Linked DNA regions of Mus musculus: region 1 is linked to region 2. The links are chromatin contacts, called in public Hi-C maps. All regions are on one chromosome and are shown on one strand. The core of a region is the stretch at or near the end of the contact, and the rest is flanking DNA. Distances in the headings are between cores, read along the strand shown.

Evidence for each region. A called contact is a pair of places that touch in the nucleus more often than the background predicts.
Region 1: a contact with region 2 is called in a Hi-C map of olfactory sensory neurons, with 2.7 times the contacts expected there. The contact joins two enhancer-like sites.

The regions. Positions count from the first base shown.
Region 1 is chr1:155,611,217-155,613,916 of GRCm38.p6, forward strand. All of the region lies in intron 4 of Acbd6 (acyl-Coenzyme A binding domain containing 6), which reads left to right. Among named protein-coding and RNA genes, the nearest start is that of Acbd6, 54 kb to the left of the region's middle. Within about 2 kb of position 1,270, at least 3 of the 459 cell types and tissues checked have an H3K27ac peak or open chromatin away from gene starts, as enhancers often do. A contact at or near this core is called in olfactory sensory neurons, where this site is marked.
Region 2 is chr1:155,085,296-155,088,009 of GRCm38.p6, forward strand. No RefSeq gene overlaps it. Among named protein-coding and RNA genes, the nearest start is that of Gm9530, 3.4 kb to the left of the region's middle. Within about 2 kb of position 1,381, at least 79 of the 459 cell types and tissues checked have an H3K27ac peak or open chromatin away from gene starts, as enhancers often do. A contact at or near this core is called in olfactory sensory neurons, where this site is marked.

The sequences.
Region 1 (2,700 bases), core at 20-2,519, 530 kb after region 2:
AAAGTTTGGAGCTAAGACGAAAGGATGGACTATCTAGAGACCATCCCATAATCAGCCACCAAACCCAGACACTATTGCATATGCCAGCAAGGTTTTGCTGAAGGGACCCTGGTATAGCTGTCTCGTATGAGGCTATGCCAGTGCCTGGCAAATACAGAAGTGGATGCTCACAGTCATCGATTGGATGGAACACAGCCCCCCAATTGAGGAACTAGAGAAAGTACCCAAGAGCTGAAGGGGTCTGCAACCCTATAGGTGGAACAACATTATGAACTAACCAGTACCCCCAGAGCTCGTGTCTCTAGTTGCATATGTAGCAGAAGATGGCCTAGTCGGCCATCACTGGGAAGAGTGGCCCCTTGGTCTTGCAAACTTTATATGCCCCAGTACAGGGGAATGCCAGGGCCACGAAGTGGGAGTGGGTGGGTAGGGGAGCAGGGCGGGGGGAGGGTATAGGGAACTTTCAGGATAGCATTTGAAATGTATATGAAGAAAATATCTAATAAGAAAAAAAAGAAAAGAATTAGAAAAGAGGTGCGTAGGATTGCATTCTCCAGATGCATGGAAAGCTTCAGTTATCTCCAAAAGTTAAGTCATATCGTGACCTTGATTCAAAAGCACGTGAGTGAACTCTATAAAGAAAATTTATATACATTTTCTTATGTTTCACTTCCATCTTCATTTAGAACTAATGTGTTTCTATGTAGTCAACATATTATCATAGTTCTCTACAACAAATATATATATATGTTGAAGTTTTTTAAATTGTGTTTTCTGTAACATCAGTGTTTTAAGTATTTTTTTTCTATTTGAGCTATCTTTTCAATTATTATATCTGTATATTTGATCAAAACACATTATACATTTTGTTAAATAATTAACTATACATGCGTTTTAAAATATTAATGGAAACATCTCTGAATAAGATAAATGAGCTTTGAGGAATAGTTTACATTTCCCTGTGCTAGGTATTACCCAGGACCTAGAGGGACTTGGCGGGTGCTCACCACTGAACTGCACCTCAGGCCCAGGTCCTGGCTGGATGAGAAGGAGCAGCACTCAGCAAGCAGCCCGTTGTCAGCTTCCTCTCTTTCATCATCTTTTTCGCTGCCATCAGCCATGAGTAGGTCCTGATACCAGGTTTCACCAAACTCTGTTCTTGGTAGCAAGGGTTTTGTTTCTTGGAGCACAGCAACTAATGCAGTGTTTTATTTCACACTTCCTTAGTGTGTCAGATACGTCTCTCTTAGGGAAAGAGTAAATGACTCGTTGAACTAACAGTCATTTGCTACACCTAGTCAAGTCTTTGGCTGTGTTTCTTACATGTGACATAAGGCCAGAGGCAGAGGCCTTTTACAAACCAAGAAGAGTGTGTTTGAGTGAAGGAAACCCAGGGTGAAAGCCCTGTGGACAGAAGAGCACAGTGGGAGGGGTTTGCTTAGGAGACGCTGGAGATGGGATGGGCTCCCTTAAGGGCCTGGCCTGCACATCCCGAGAGGTCTCCTCCTGGGCCTCTGCTTTGAGTAATTAGCAGCATTTGTTTGTGTCTTTTTGGATGCGGTCTTGCTTGTCATTTAAGATAAGATGTAAGAGGGTAATGTCACAGGAGATTGCAAGGCTGAGGCAGGAGGATTGCAGATTTGAAGCCAGCCTGAGCTACATAGTGAGATCCTGTTTACAGGCATCAAAGTGATTAGGGATGCGGTGTGGGAATAACGGTTTGATTTATTCACTTGTAAATAAAATAGTATTTTGGTGTGAGTATCAATATATGTATATATTTAACAAATAAGACCAAGAGTATCTTTAGTTTTTTTAATATTAATTTACTTGGCTTTGTCGTACATTTGCAGTGATTTTATTAAAGTTTTACTATTTAAATTGAATACTTTACCATGTAGTGTTATTTTAGATGCCTCTGCCTTACCTATTTAGTAGTAAAAACTGCCTATTATAAACAGGTATTAGATTTTAAAATGTCTGCTGCTTTTTAGAAATTCCCATACCAAACCAAATAATTGATATAGGTAATACATCTAAGGAACATTAAAAATATATTATTAGACAAGATCCGCAATTGAGTAAGTCTTGTGCTGTTCTGAGTGCTAAGGTGCAGGCATGGATGCGCATCAGGAGCTAGGCTCAGGATGGAGCAAGTTAACTGCCCTCTCCCTTATGAGTAGCCCTTGCGTAGTACCAGGTAGTGGTGGCCTGGGTGGCCTCTGGTTTTCCATTCTGTGCCCCACCACCAGCTTCCCATTATTCCCAAGTCAAAGCAGTTGTTCCCAAGACGATTATGACTTAAGATGACATAATCATTTTCTCCAACAGTTGAGATTGTTGCCTCTTGAATCCCAAGGGTCCCCGTTGTTCCCAAAATGGAAATAGAAATGTTCTTTTTTAACAGAAGTAGTATTGACATTGGTAGCTAATTATAGCTAAAGTAATAGTATATACAGCCATAATTGTAAAAACAGACTTTTCTAGGGTTTGGCCTCAGTTTTCCACAGTTTTGCTTTTGTTGTTGTTTTTAGGGATCTAAAAGGACACTTTCAATTCTGTAAAACAAGAGATGGTTTCGTCCTTAAAGCTCAGCTCGCTGTCTCTAGCTGGAAGCAGGCCGTTCCTTTTTTTTTTTTTTTCCTTCAGTCCTTTTGCAAGGACACGTTCTGCCTTATTTAATGATACTTAGAGTTTATC
Region 2 (2,714 bases), core at 131-2,630:
AACCGTGAGAGCTGGAATTGGCAAGATTTATTTTTAAATGAAGAAATTAAGACTAAGAAAGACTAAATGACTGGAAGTCAGACTGAAGGAGCAAACCAGGACCTGAGTTGCCCCAGACAACAGCCAGAGTCAGTCCTAAGTCGATACCAAATTCTGAGGGTAGAAAGATGAATGTGGTTTAGGTGTAGGGAGGGCACAGGCAGGTCAGGAAAAGAAACACGTGAACAACTGATCGCAGAGATGTCTTCTGGGGGTGAATTGATTCACCAAGTATGAGGGGCGGTCAGTTCTGGTGGAGAGAGCAGAGAAATACATCTTTGAAGGGAGCCGTGAGTGTTGCTGAAGTTAAAAGCTACCTGGAGAGAAGGGCAGATAGAGCTCAGATGCCGTTGGAGATAGGCTCTCCATTCCCCTGCCAGAGATTCTGCTGGCCTCCCATGGGCTCTGGTCAACTGGGAGAATTAAACTTAGAGAGCAAGGCAGAGTCCTAAAGGAGCTGTGTCCCTAAGGAAACAATAGGAAACTCTTCAATTAGGCTCATATTCACACTTGTATAGTAAATTGCCTTTGTTTGTTAGACCTGGGGGGGGGGGGAGGGCTCTCATAAGGATACATTTATTACAGCTCTACCCGTTTGTAAGTAAATGAAACATGCCTTAATTAAAAGGTTAAAAGCTGTACACCATTGGCTAGCAAGGTCCTGCCCCTTGGTCAGTGTTTTTTTTATCAGAATCCCTGCTCTCCAGAGGCACAGAGTTCCTGGACTGAGGACGTGATCATCCCTAGCAATAGGAATGCAGATAATGACCTTCATTAATGAAGGAACAAACATCTGTCCCCTTTCGGGAGCTACAGTACAAGTTCTTACTGTTAGAGTCGGGTGGGAAGATTCGCCTATCTTCTGTGTTCTTTGTGGGTGCAATTTGCATACTTGTGTTTATCACGGCTTTCATCCACTCTAGTTTTCGAGGATTTATCACATCGAAAGGCTCAAATACCCTCTCTAGGGGAGGGACTACAGGTTCTGAGAGACATAGGCCCAGCAGGGATGTTTGTACTTTAGAGCCCCTCTCCCAGAAACTGAGTTCCCCCGGCCTGCCCACCTCCCCTGGGTACTCATTCTGAGTACCCAGGCCAACAGCCAATTTAAGGTCTGGCTCGGGGATTTGAGCTTCTCCCTGCCTGGCACTGAATGAACACCACCACCTCCACCTCACTGGAGACCTCATTAGGACTTGAACTCTGGTCTTTGTTCCTTCCCAGCGGGTTCTTTTCAGAGGAAAAGGTGGGAAGAGGAGGGGGGTCAGGTAAGCCCACAGCTCCCAGAGCAGCAGGAGTCCAACAGCCTCTGAGATCCGGAAAGTAAGTAAACAAGCAATTACTGGAGAGAGAGACACGAAAGCAGCAACCGGGGAAGCAGCTTAGCTAATTCGATTCTACTCCCTGCAGGAGAGGACAGCGCCTTCCTCAAGCCCTCCTCCTACCCAGCTTCTTGGGGCTAATTCCAGCAGCCTCTGTCTGCCTTTCAAGTGAAATTCCACCCCTAGCACCAGTGGGACCCCAGGAGTAAGAGGAAGACCGTTATCAAGACTGAATTCTTGGCTTGACCATCGTCCCCACTGCTCTTTGTTGTAAGGAGAAAGAATACAGTTGAAGAAGAGGGAGCTGTAAGCTGGGGGCCTTTGGATCTCTTTGCCAGAGAGGAGCTAAGAAAGGAGGTGACTCAGAACGCACTTCTCAGAACCTGCAGTGGGAACCCAGCTGGGCTGCAGGAAGTATGGGGTGGGGAGTGAAAGAACCCCCACATTTACTCCCCCCTTTTAGCTCCAAGCAGCCTCCTGCCTGCTGCTAGTAGGCTAGTCTCCGGTTAATTCACTTCCTCTGCTTCTGCTGACACGAGTGCTGATCTTGTCACAGAAAGGCCTCCACACAGATAAGGCTGGGCTCCTGCCATTACTAACTTCAAAGACTTGATCAATTAGTAGAGTTTCAAAGGACAGGTTAAAAAATTTCCAGACGTTGTAGCATGTCTGTGAATAACAATACAGGGCAACATACAGTAGATTCCACTGCTGGTTTTGGTCCCAATAATTTCTCACCTGGGCTTTTTCCTCTTTAAAAAAAAAGTATCAAAATTGGCTCCGAGCTTGAGGATCTGCAATTGGTTCCCCAAACCCACCTGGTAGAATGAAGAATGGATTCTCATTGACCTTCCCATCCTTGCTTCGACATAGCCACATTCACACACAAACTTAAATGTAATACCCATTTTAAATACATAAACGGGTTTCAGGTTGCTGCCAAAGTCCTGATCCTCCTGCCTCCACCTCCCGTGCTCGGATTACAAACCACCACACCCAGTTTCTCAACTGGATTACTGCCCGAAGCCTTCTAGCTGCCCCTTTCTGCCACAGACTTTTCTCTTCGCCCCTGTTCTAACTTCTGTTTCAGGCAGTGTTAGACCTAGATGTGTATCCAGCTGGATTCTACTCTTTCTCAAAAGCCTTCCTTGGCGCCCAAGGCCACTTGTTTTCAGGCAAGCATTCCACCATCTTTTAAGATGAAACCAATACTTCCCATCTGGCACACATAGCCTTTTGTAGTCTGATCATTCTTAATCCATGAGTCTATGTCTGACCCTTCATGAATGAAGCAGTTAAGGCACACAGACAGCCATAACTCTCCTGGCCTCAGGACCTTTGCACATGCCACTC